Regions from separate parts of the Macaca mulatta genome. Here region 2 is linked to region 1. Evidence: chromatin contacts called from public Hi-C data. All regions are on one chromosome and are shown on one strand. Each heading gives the region's core, a stretch centred on a gene start, on an enhancer-like site or on the middle of the called end of the contact. The rest is flanking DNA. Distances are from core to core; before and after follow the strand shown.

Region 1 (6,335 bases), core at 380-2,879:
GTAGTTGAGTCTTGGAACAGGGTGTTAATCTTTATATTATAAAATGTGCTTGACTAGAGAGAATAGGCAGTACGAAACATTATAGTTTTCAAACGGAAACATAATATCGAAAAAAATAAAGAGAAATACTGTTCCAGTGACTTGGAATCCCAAGTTCTCAAAGGGAAGGCCAATAAAGAAGTGGGAGGAGAAAGTCTGAGAACCGCATGAAAAGGGTCCTGTTACCACTGGGGCCATGGTCCACTCACCAAATTGTCAGAGACGTTTGAACCAGAGCAACTCCATCTTGAATAGGAGCTGGGTAAAATAAGGCTGAGACCTACTGGGCTACACTCCTAGGAAGTTAGACATTCTAAGTCACAGAATGAGATAGAAGGTAGACACAAGGCACAGGTCATAAAGACCTTGCTGATAAAACAGGCTGCAATAAGGAAGCCGGCCAAAACCCACCAAAACCAGGATGGCAATGAGAGTGACCTCTGGTCCTCACTGCTACACTCTCACGAGCTCCATAACAGTTTACAAATGCCATTGTAACCCTCTATGGTCTAAAAAGGGGAGGCATGAATAATTCCCCCCGTTCAGCATACAATCAAGAAATAACCCTAAAAACGGACAACCAACAGCCCTTGGGGGTGCTCTTCCTATGAGTAGCCATTCTTTTATTCCTTTAGTTTCTTAATTACTTGCTTTCACTTTACTCCATGGACTCCCCTCAAATTCTTTATTGCGCAAAATCCAAGAACCCACTCTTGGGGTCTGGATCAGGACCCCTTTTCAGTAATAAACTTGTAGCATTTGGTGTTTTAATGTTTGTGTTTTCTTGATTGTTACATCATTTAGCCTCAACTGTTTAAAGATGGTCTTTTTGGCCACTTTATTCAGCTTTAATTGTTCTAAGGGGAGTGAAGAAATGGTCATTTACTTTGAAAAATCAGAGGGAACGTGTTGATGCGGGAAGCAGCTAATCCTTGGGGTACAGTGGCCCTTGGTAGTGCAGGAAAGTCCTGGGGGCCACCTATAACCCACCCTTCTCCTCTACAGCATCTCCCACTGTAGTCATTCTCCACCGAAGCCCCAGAGGGTGCAGCACTTTGCCACAACAGAGTACTTCTGGGTTTGTGTTTCTTTCTGAGGCGGGCCAAGAGCTCTCAGCCCATTGGCAGGGGCGAGATGACGGCCACCCAGCGAGTCCAATGGGCGTCGAGCGCGTCTAGGCTTAGTGGACTTGTCAGCGCCTGCCTGCCCTAAATCCGCAGCTTGAGCACTGGGTCTTTGCTGCATTCGCCTAAACCTGGCAACGCTGAACAACGAAAAACAAAAAAACAAAGCAAAAAAAACCCAAAAAACAAAGGCAAAACCAAAAAACATCTTAAAACACACCACACAAACACACACACACACACACACACCCGCGTTAAGAAAGGCGTGCACTTCGCACGCCTGATACCGTGCAGCGCTCATTTACCAATTCCCTTCCTGGGAGCTGCAAACTCCCTCGCTCGGCCCCACTCCGTTTTACCCTTTCCCCAGCTCTTGCCTTAGCCAGGGGCTTCCCCGCCTGCAGCTAGAGTTCGGGCCAAAGCGCCTCTCCGCGCCCGCCTGTCGCTCCCCGGGCTCCACTTTCACTTTCGGTCCCGGGGCTGCTAGGCCGGCGGCGGCGGTGGTGGTGGCGGCGGCGGCGCAAGGGTGAGGGCGGCCCCAGACCCCCAGGTACAACGCGCCCGAGCCGCGGGGAGGGGACTGCTGGCCGGGAGGAGAGCGCGGCACCCGTCCCTTCCCTGCGCCAGCTGGGAGGGCCTGAGGGCTTGGGGCACGGGTTGAGAGAGACTGGGCGCGGGAGGAGGGAGACGGGGCGCGAGACAGGGCGCGGGAAGGGCGGGGGAGTCGCTGGTTAGGCCCGACTCCGCGGAGTACCCGGCAGGTCGGCGGCGGGCCCACCCCTGCCGGTCCCTGTCCCTGTCCCTCCGGGCGCGTGGCCGGCGCGCCTGCTCCGCGGGTCTCTCCGCTATTCCGCCGGCGGGAGCCTCCCTCCGCGGTCCGCGTAGCGCCTGGATGCCTGCCAGTCCTCCAGGCCACCGACGCCCGCGCGAGGCCAAAAGGCGGGGTGGGGCGGGCGGCTGGCTCAGGCTGAGGAGGGCACCTGTCCATAGCTGCCAGAGAAACCCAGAGGCTTTGGGTTAACGACTCTGGTGGGGTGGGAAGCGCGGGCCATGTGTGTCCATAAGGTCACTTCCCTCCCTGCTTCTCCCGTTCTTCTGGTCGGCAATTCTCTCTCTCCCTTTGGCTCTGACTGGGTTTTATTCAGATAAAGCACCTCTGTTGACGCAAATTAAAAGTTTCCTATCTGGGTGCGTCACTGGCCAGGTGGGCCTACAAAGTTAATTCTGTGAGGGGAAGGGGAAGAGCACACACTTCCTCACGCTTTTGGATTTCTTTGTGTAAGCTAGGTTCGGGAAGAAATTATCTGTTTCCTATTAAACACCCAGAGTACGCGCTTGACATGGTCAACAATTAACAAAACAAAACAAAAAAACTTGAAAATTGGGCACAGTTGTCTCTTCCCTGAGGATTTGGAATTAGTATAAGTAGCACATTTTCAGGTGGTACCTGAAGAGAAACATTCTAGTACTTTTTTTTTTTTTTTTTTTCAAATTCAGCATTTTATTATTTACCTACAGTGCTTGTTAATTTCATTGTTCAGGAAATTCTGGAAGAATCTCAATTACTTCTTGATGATCTATTTCATATAGTATAGTGCCCCAATAAAAGGAGGGGAGGCAGAGGTTGCAGTGAGTCAAGATCGCGCCACTGCACTCCAGCCTGGGAGACAGAGCGAGACTCCGTCTCAAAAAAAAAAAAAAAAAAAAAAAGGATCTTGGTAAAGCTAAAACAGCAGGGAGTTTATACTTACTGCATTCCAACATTCCAACTTGTTGGACTGCATTCCAACAAGTTGTGTGAACTTAGCAAAGTTATATGAATGTCTTTGCTTCAGTTACCCCACCTTGAATGAGAATAATAGGCTATTAGAGAGAGTAAGCATGTGTAAAGTGCCTGGCGCTTTGGAAGAGCTTAGTAAATACTAGTTCTTTTTCTTCTTTGGCTTCTATTCCTTTAAGTGTTAGTGGGGTGTAACTTCAAAGAGAATTGTACTTCTCTTGGGAAGTGCTGCTTATATTGAGTAGACTACTGTTTTTGAGAGCTTTCTTTTTTTTAACTGCATCCCTTTCAGAAAGTTGTTAGTAAAACCAGACCCTAGGAGACCAGCCAGAACCATGAAATGCCATGTTTCAAATTGGAACACTTACTATTGGAAGCAAAGCCAAACAAGAGCTAATTTTTCAGGGGAAGAGCCAAACACAGGAACATGATCACAGAATCTTGGGTGTCGTCTACTGTTTGGGATTAATAAGATAATTTATCAGTGAAGCCCTTTATTCACTACATGGAGTTTTTACCAAGCCCCACTCATGCACTGCATCCTCCTTGAGACATAACTGTTTCTCTTTGGCCCCCTCATGGACCCAACCCTGCAAAGCCTCTGATACAAGGTCCCAGTACCAACCTCTTCCGCAGCCCATCAGCCTTTCTGTCAGCTCATAACCAGCTGGAATTTCTAGATCTCCTCTGGGGCTGTTGGAGAGGTCTCCGGGACTTCCAGAGTCCTTACATGCTTGAACCTGCCACCTTCACAGAGCCCTCTGGATCCCATCTTGGGGCAAGGGCAGTGTTCATTAAGCTGTTGCTGCCAGCCGTATGGAAAGCAGAACACAAGTTCCATTTACTGTCTAGTTCCTCAACTTCTAGGGAAAAAAAAAATGTTCTCCCTGTTCACACTTCCTGTCTCACCTGGGTGGTGCCTTTTGAACTGGGATTATGAGATTTCCAAGACTCTCTCTACTGTGTAGGTATCCTCTCTGTTTAGCCTCCAGATTGCTCCAGAGGTGAGGAGAAGGGAATTCCCTTGAGCTGTGCATTTGGAAAGGGTGCAAGGAAGTGAGGGGTTAGGGGAGGCACTTCAGTCATTGCCTTGAATGAGTATCCCATCACATAGAGTTGAAGGGGAAAAGCCAGGGTTTGGCAGGGATGAGCTTTTCAATCTTGGCTTCTCAGTAAAATCTCTGGACAGTTAAAAAAAAAAACAAAAACCCAAAACGAGTAATCAAACAATCCATAAAACCATACCCTGATCCTATCACCATAGATTCCAGTTTAATTGTTGTCAGTAAGGACCCAGGCATTGAAAACTTTAAAAGCTTCCTAGGTTACATTAATATGCAGCCAGAGTTGAGAAACTTGACATCTCAGAGAGGGAGAATTCCGTGTACTGTGAACACTCTGAGGGATCCACATTGTAAGGTTGCTACTTTTCCCAACTGGAGCAAGAGGAGTTTGGGCCAATCACTTGCATTCAGCTGGTATGGGCCCCTCTTGGCAAACACTCATTAGAAAGGTGTGTTTGTGTAAGAGAAATAAAAACTTATGTTTGATTCTTGGGGTATGGATTGCCAACTCCCTTAAAATTCACATTGCCTTTTTTTTTTTTTTTTTTTTAGACAGAGTCTTGCTCTGTTGCCAGGCTGGAGTGCAGTGGCACAATCTCGGCTCACTGCAAGTCTGCCTCCTGGGTTCAAGTGATTCTCCTGCCTCAGCCTCCCAAGTAGCTGGGACTACAGGTGCACGCCACCACACCTAGCTAATTTTTGTATTTTTAGTAGAGATGGGATTTCACCATGTTGGCCGGGATGGTCTCGATCTCTTGACTTTGTGATCTGCCCACCTTGTCCTTCCAAAGTGTTGGGATTACAGGCGTGAGCCACCACGCCCAGCCTAATATTCACATTGCTTATATGTCTGATGGCCTTTAAAATTAAGTGCAAAATAGGGTCTGCAGCATGACTTCCACGTGTTCTTGGCAGAATCTTGGAATTACTCCTCTCCCCGCCTTTATATAACCATTCTCCATCAAGTCCTCTGGGAGTTCCCTTCTGTCCACATCGATTGCCTGACCTGCCTATATGTCCTCCCTTTGTGCCTTAGCTCTCCTGCCCTGGTTTGCTCTACCTGTGGTGCTGTTAATGCTCTCCTTCATTTCAAAATCTGACCTATCCTTTCACAGTCAAATGCTGCTTTTGTGTGAAGGCATCCCAAGGAGTCACTGCAGCCAGAGTCTCTCTCTTTGGAAATTTAATTTCATTCTTTCCAACACCTTTTATTATTATTTAAAAAATATCTCACACTTTCCACATTGTGTTTTATTATCTGTGCGTGTTTTCTCTCCTTCCATATTTTGAAATCCTTGAGGGTGGGGCCGGTGTCTTGTGTATTGTTTCGTCCCACTCAGGACTCAGCACACTGCTTGTGTGTAGCAGGCATTCAACACATACTTGGATGATTGTAAGAGAGATTCTAGGTGATTGATAACGTTTGCCACAAACTACTGGGAAAATTAAACTCTTTAAGCTCTTCCTGGCTAAATAAATATGTAATTAACTTTTGGCATGACAATTTGAGGAAGACACTGAAGTTATTAAAGGTTACTGCTACATGTACTCGCAGGGGCAGTGGAGACCTTGTTTTAGTGTTGGCTGCCGCAGTGTCACCATTTGATTTCCAGGGCATTACGGTGGCTTTCTCCAATGTCCAGTGTCAATGGGGAGTGGTAGCTTGATCAGATGTTCCTCTAATATGGTTCCAGTTTTGCTTGTTTCATGAACCTGGCTTCCCAAATGTCCTGCAACTCTGTGACCCATTTAGTGAGCCACTCACGATCCCCTAATGATTCCTTTTCTGCCTACATCAGCCAGAGCTTGTTCAGTTGCTTTCAACCAAGAACCCTGACAGGTTGAATTAATTTAAACTTTGAACATCAAATGATGCTCTCTAGTAGGTGTTAATGATTGTTGCTAACGATAAACATCTTTCTTATATGCAACCATAACATAGGGAAGGTCCTTTTACTTTGAGGAAAAGAACTAGTGCTTTTGGAATTTTATGTCTATTTCTGTGAATGCTGGGTGGATACATTCTGAAATTTTGCTATGTCAATAACATTTTAATGACATATATTTTTGCTTTTGTACATTTGTGCCACTAGGTAGTTAGAGCAAGAAGATGGTGTTTCCGTCCCTCAAACGGTCCCTTGCAACCATGTCATTTCTACTTTCCTCACTGTTGGCTCTCTTAACTGTGTCCACTCCTTCATGGTGTCAGATCAGTGAAGCATCTCCAAAAGGTAGTAATGGGATGCCATTTCCTTGGAATAAAATACGACTTCCTGAGTATGTCATCCCAGTTCATTATGATCTCCTGATCCATGCAAACCTTACCAC
Region 2 (6,474 bases), core at 2,330-4,829, 130 kb before region 1:
AACAGGTTAACATGGCATATTCATCAAATGAACAAATTATCAACAGGTAGAGAGCAGGGCCCAACAAAAATAGGTCATACCATGGCAACTTTGGACAGAAAACAGAGAAACTACAAAAAAACCGTACTGGAATAGATGAGTATTGAAGGCTAGAGTGACAAGATATAAACTAAATTCACTTCCTTTACAAATACATAGGTCAGTAGGTGGAACCAGTGACAAGATTTTTAACTAAAAGATATGTGGTCCAAAATTACTGAAACTGTTTTTTGTTAAGCTCACACACTTCTCTAGATATATAGGGATACATGAGAAAGTGTAAGTGAGAAAGAGTCCACTAAAATAGGATGAATGTGTAACAAAATCCAATACCAGGCTCGATAAATCTTGCAATCATAAATTCTACGGATAATGAAATACTCTGCATCATCACACCCAGACCAATGGGAGCATTATACATGCGTTACTTTTTGTACTCAGAAAGATGAAGTATATAACTGTCTACTGTACCATGTTATTTGAAAACACTAGAAAATTCTACAGCAATCCTTCAAAAGTTTTCAAATAAATACCCTGTCCATCTTAAACCTGAAAAGCACTTCAAATTGCTAACATTTAATTTCTTGTTGACTGTAGATATTGTCATTTCTGTTTTCCTTATAAAAGGATGCTAAATAAGGCTGCAAGAAGTGACTGCTACATTAACCAAAATTATGCACTGCCAAGCTGTCTCCAGCATCAACTCCGAAAGATAGGAAAGGATCAGAAATCCAATTTCCTACATGAAAGTTGAAGCATTGCTTCTTTTTTTGTTCTCTTCTGTGGGATTTTTCCATTGTCCTCCCAAATGTGACAGTTTGCAAATACCCACATCTAGAAGCATATTCTATGAGAGAAAAGACGCCAATTTTAAAACTTGAGAAAGTACTTTAATTCTGTAGGCAAAGGTTCATCAAATCAGCTAGCACTAATCTTGACCAAATGGGTGAGTCAGCCTTGTCACTGAGAATTTTTTTTTTTTAATTTAGATGAAATTTCACATTTAAAAACATGGTAACTCCAAGCATTCTACCAAGAACAAAGAATAAGCATTGAAATAGTCACTTACAAGGACTTAACGACTTATATTAAACATATTTTACACTAAAGTACTAGATGGTCTCTCTAGTTCCTTTTAGCTCAAACCTTCCTTAATTCTTCGAGTAACTTCACCAGACTATTCTTTAAGTTTTAGTAATTACAAACAGAACCTGAATGAGAAAAACAATTCAGAATTAAAGTTGTTATCAGTAAGCCTAATTAAACAGTACAGACAGAAAGATGGCAGTAGAATAAAGCATTCTATATTAAGAGAAGGGAGAATATAATCAGTAGTTCGCAGCCTCATGAATGAAGCACAGCATACAACAAAGTCTGGCTGGGATTTGGGTAACTAACGTACCTAAACAGGGACAGACTGAGGCCCCTATTAATGGGATACTCTACTTGAAGTAACCAACCATACTCAGGAAAACATGTCAACCAGAGAGTGAATCCTCTAATTTTAGTGGGTCGTCTCCCTTACTGGCAGTTTTCCTACTTTCTATCTTAAAAGGGAATCCACACACTCAACACCGCAAAATGGTAAGACATCTCATCTCACCCCTGTATCGTGGGTCTGGCACTTCTGGGTCGCACAAAAGCCATCGTTCTAACTAGTGTGGGATTTATGCCCCCCATTCAGTGAAGGGCTGTCTGTGGCTGTTTGCAGGGTGCAGGCTCCCTACGTTGACTCTCGCTTCCTGTCACACAGTGGTATCACCGTGACGGACCCTTGACATGAACAAGTCTTTGACTGAAAAACTGATATGATCTGCAGCCAGTGAGGGGAAGCGTGGTGGCCCGGCGGAGTACCTCGGCAGGGTCAGCAGGGTGACACTGCGGGAAGGCACCTCTGCGGCCCCGAGCGAGGTGAGCAAGCCTTTCCTGAAGTTTTCCTTCCTTCCACAACATTAACCTGCCAAGCCTCCCACCCCCACCCCGCCCTATTAGGAAAAGTCACGCCGGCAGCTCACTGAAGGGCAGGGGGACAGCTCCTGGCGCCCCACAAAAGTTGGGCTCGGCGGCTGCCACAGCTTAAAGCTCCTGCAGGACAGTCGGCCCGACACCGCCTCCTCCGGGGGCAAACCTGAGCTGCCAACTTTCCCACTGCCCACTCCTCTGCGCACAGCAGCCCAAACTTTGCGGTTCGCCCACCGGCCGCACCCCGGGCGAGCGGCGGCGGCGCTGACCTTCACGCCAGCTCCGGGTCCCGCACTGGCCGCCGCCCGCCCCCCGAACCTCCCTGCCTCCCCTAGATCCCTCTGCCTGCCTCCCCCAACCCTCGTGGGAAGCCCGCGGTGTGGGGGGTGACGGCAGCAGCCCGATCCCGCGTATCACGACTGCCCACGACCCTCGGGGCTCCGGAGAGCCTGGGTCCCGGCGCCTCGGCTGCCCACTCACCATTGGTGAAGGGCTCCATTTTCCCCCCGCCGCGGCTCCTCACAGCCCGAGCGCCCGAGCTTCCTACTCCGAAAGCTGAGGCGGCCCAGCCGACTGAGCATGCCCAGCGCGGCCTCCAGGGGCTGCCAGGGAGGTGCCGCGAGGGGCGGCGCCGCTCCGCCGCTCGGTGGCTCCGCCGTTCCGGGTTTTCGTGGCGGCTGCAGAAAGAGCGAGGGAAGCAAGAGGGAAATGCACAGTCTAACCCCCGGCGGCTCAGCGGAGAGGCGAGGTGGGAGCGGGTGCGCGCTGGGGCGGGGCCTGGGCGGGGCCGGGAAAGCCCCGCCCCGTCACTGCCTGAAGTGGACCTGGCTGCGGCGCTCTCCCTGGCCGGGAACCGTGTTCAGTCACTCAACAATTGTGGAGCCCTACTGCGACCCGCCCGATTCTGGACGCCGAGACACCCGCACTGCGCCAGAAAACATGGTCCCAGTCCCAGGTGCGGACATTCCAGAAACAGACCATAAATAAACACAGAAGACACACGAGTGTAAAGTCAGTGCCCCGCTGCGCATTAAATCGGGGTGACGTGATGGCGAGTGAGTGGGTAGCTAATTCGGATGGCTTGGTGGGACACGGCCTCGCTGAGCAGGTGCCACTGAAGCCGAGGTCTGAAGGCAGAGCAGGAACCTGCGGGCGAAGGTCGCTATCCGAACTGCGAATCGCCGGTTTCCCTGGGGAGGTTGGCCGCCGAGGGATCACTTTTCGAAGGACCGAGGGAACGGGCGCTGTAGGTCTTTTCGGCAGGGATGCCCTCCCGCATCATAGTGCCCCGGGAGGGCGGTGAGGAGGAGACGGAAGAGAGGGCAGGGACCCCGCAGGGCCGAGGGCTCCCCGGGGTCCAGGGCCGAGGGCGCCCTGGGGTCCAGTCCCGGGGCTGGCGGCTGCGGGCGCGGCCTCTAGGTGCGGGCGGATAACAAAACCCGGCGCCGGATCGCCCGGGCCGGATCACAGGCGCCGCAGGATGTGGGCAGAAGGCCTGCCTGTTCCAAGCCTTAAATCAACACCTGCGGTTCCCGGGGGTGCCACCGCTGGGGCTCGCAGCAAGGCTCCGCGGCGCTAGGCCCGAGAAACCGAAACTCCCCTAGTCGCCCCTGCCCCCCAGCTCTCGCGCAATTGCCTCCAGCCCCGAGCCACCATTGTTTCCAGTGCCAAATCGGGCAGCCCCGCTAGCCTCCGGGGCCGAACCGCCAGGGGCCCCGTGAGCCCCCAGGAGGCTCTTCGGGGAAGGCTTCCTTTTCCCCCTCTCGGTCTGCGCATCGCCACCACCCTCGCTGCAGAGGCCGCCGCCCTCCCAGCGCGCCACCACCGCTTCCTCTGCCTCTTCCCCTCCCTCAGCCCCGGCCCCTGCATTGACTTGGCTCGGGCTGCGCCTCACTGCGCCTGCCAACTGTCACACGCTCCGAGGCTGTCAACAGCGGGGCGCCAGGGACAAACAAGCCGCGGCGAGCGCAAACAGCCTGCGCAAACAGGGACGGCCAGGGTGTTGTTTGACCAGCACTGGAATTGGAAACTAGGTTTCGAAGAAGTCAAATCGAAGTACAATATTGTATTTTAAACTGTCTGTTGTTATTACATCCCTCACAATCCACGCTCTACTTGAAACTTCCAGTGCATACCAACTGCACTTAGAAAAAAAAAAAATGAAACTCCTTGCCTAACTCTGGGACCTCATCAGCACATTCTCACCATGTTTTGGTCACAGAGGCCTTCATGCTGTTCCTGGAAGTCGCCAAGTTCCATCCATCATTGTTAATCATTCCTTTTGCTCGCTCTTCGCACAAGAGCCGTTTCTTTTGCTTAGTACTTTGCCTACTGATTCCATCTTGTCATTTAAGTCTCAGCTCAGATGTCACCTCTGCAAAGAACCCTTGTCTGACCATACATCTAAAATAGCCACACTCTATAAAGACTTGGCCTTGCTTTATTTCCTTCTCAGCCCTCATCACTGTCTGAAACAACGTTGTGGATTTGTTGTTTATTATCAGTCTCCCTCTCAAGAATGCAAGCTTTGTGAGGGCAGGGTCGTAATCCTTTTTAAAGCTGTATCCCCAATGCGTGGGTAAGTATACAATAAATAATTTTTGCGTGAATAAGTGAAGGACGTAGTGGTGTTTAGAGTTCACTTCCACTGCTGCAAGCCCTTCCAGTTAATGACTCCATACTGAATGATGTGTTTGATCAGTACAGAGAAGGTTTCTGTATCATATGATATGTCAGAGTTGCTGTCTTCCTAATGTGTGAAAGGTAATCAGAGCCCTTAGGCTGGCCCCTTGTGCTGGCATTTCAGAACCAAAAATAGTGAACCACAGGGGCTGATGTATCCCAGTTCAGATATTATACAGTATATGCAGAGCTAGATTTTGTTAACATACTTCACACATTGTATTGCTTAAATAAGATGCTCTTCTCTATATTTTAGGTCATGTCATATTCTCTTGGAGTTATTTTTGCAACCAAACCACTTAGTATAGGAGATATTTAAAACACCGCAGCTTGTTAAATCGCCTCACCTCACATCACCTGTAACCTACAGTCTACCATGCTTTTAAGTGTGAAACATGTTACCTTGTGTTTTGTTTTAAATATCCCAACTCTGCAGAGATATGTGGTAAAAAATGCGCTAGCGAATATAGGTAGATCATTATGTCTTTTTGAGATTTCTTTGACAAAGAGACAAATGATTTTTTTGCCAACCTCTTGCCTCCCACCCCTCCCATTCCTTCACACACACGAAGACAAGAAGGACCATTTCAAGACATGTAAAAATACAAAAAATAAAATTAGCCAGGCATGGTGGCGCACACCTGTAATCCCAGCTATTCCGAAGGGTGAGACTTGAGAAGCTGAGGCATGAGAATTGCCTGAACCCGGGAGGTGGAGGTTGCAATGAACTGAGATCGCACCACTGCACTCCAGCCTGGGCGACAGAGCAAGACTCCATCTCAAAAAAAAAAAAAAAAAAAAAAAAGGCCTGGTGCGGTGGCCCACACCTGTAATCCCAGCACTTTGGGAGGCCAAGGCGGGTGGATCACGAGGTCAGGGGATCGAGACCATCCTGGCTAATACGGTGAAACTCCGTCTCTACTAAAAATAAAAATTAAAAAAAAAAAAAATTAGCCGGGCGTGGTGGCGGGCGCCTGTAGTCCCAGCTACCGAAGGCTGAGGCAGGAGAATAGCGTGAACCCGAGAGGCGGAGCTTGCAGTGAGCCGAGACCGCGCCACTGCACTCCAGCCTGGGCGACAGAGCGAGACTCCGTCTCAAAAAATAAATAAATAAATAAATAAATATGGTTTCGTATAGGAAGTAAAAATAGTAAACAAACCAAAATGTTTCAGAATCCTACCTAGGAGCAAAAGAATAATAATGAAGTTTGTTTTGTTTCATTGGATACTGTTTTATGTTTGACTTTATAGAGCCTTTTTGAGGGAACATGGTATCACAGTTTCACAGCCAAAACCCATTATGTTTTTATCTTTAACACCCGCCTATCCTCCCACACAGAACTTGCTCTTTAGTTTAAAAATATGACACTTTAAGTTATTATGAAGTTACTATTCATTATCAAAGGAGAGAATGTGACATTATCTACTATACCCATCTACTTACTGTGTTCAGAATCATTGCTGTCTACCATTTAACATTTGAAAACCATTAATTTGGAGAGTTAATTATAATACATAATAAATAGCATGACAGGAAAAATATAAGCACCCTGAAAAACAAATTGCATTTGTTTAAAGAACTGACAAACTTGATAATCAATGAATACAGGAATATTTTTATCAAAATAAAACACTTGGTATACCATAGATCAGCAAATCCCAGCCTCACATTGAAACAGATAAGGAAGGAACTACTATCTAGAGAGGGTAGAATATTTACTTACAATCCAGGAGCAGACATGGACTGGAACTCAGACCATCTGTGTTCTAAACCAGTGCTTCAGAGTTTTC

The links. Hi-C and Micro-C count contacts between places; a contact is called where the count stands out from the background.
Region 2: a contact with region 1 is called in a Hi-C map of fetal cortex germinal zone, with 1.9 times the contacts expected there. The contact joins the promoter of LNPEP here to the promoter of ERAP1 in region 1. A contact is called at or near these places in 3 of 14 Hi-C or Micro-C datasets (blood, fetal cortex germinal zone and liver).

Annotation. Positions count from the first base shown.
Region 1 is chr6:103,154,395-103,160,729 of T2T-MMU8v2.0, reverse strand. ERAP1 (endoplasmic reticulum aminopeptidase 1) reads left to right here and starts at 1,629. Exons shown (of 19, transcript XM_028849584.2): 1 at 1,629-1,689; 2 at 6,101-6,335. The coding sequence starts at 6,118.
Region 2 is chr6:103,289,070-103,295,543 of T2T-MMU8v2.0, reverse strand. LNPEP (leucyl and cystinyl aminopeptidase) reads right to left here and starts at 3,579. Exons shown (of 18, transcript XM_001092287.5): 1 at 2,482-3,579. The coding sequence starts at 2,500. It overlaps ERAP2 (endoplasmic reticulum aminopeptidase 2), which reads right to left. Exons shown (of 19, transcript XM_015140480.3): 19 at 6,284-6,474.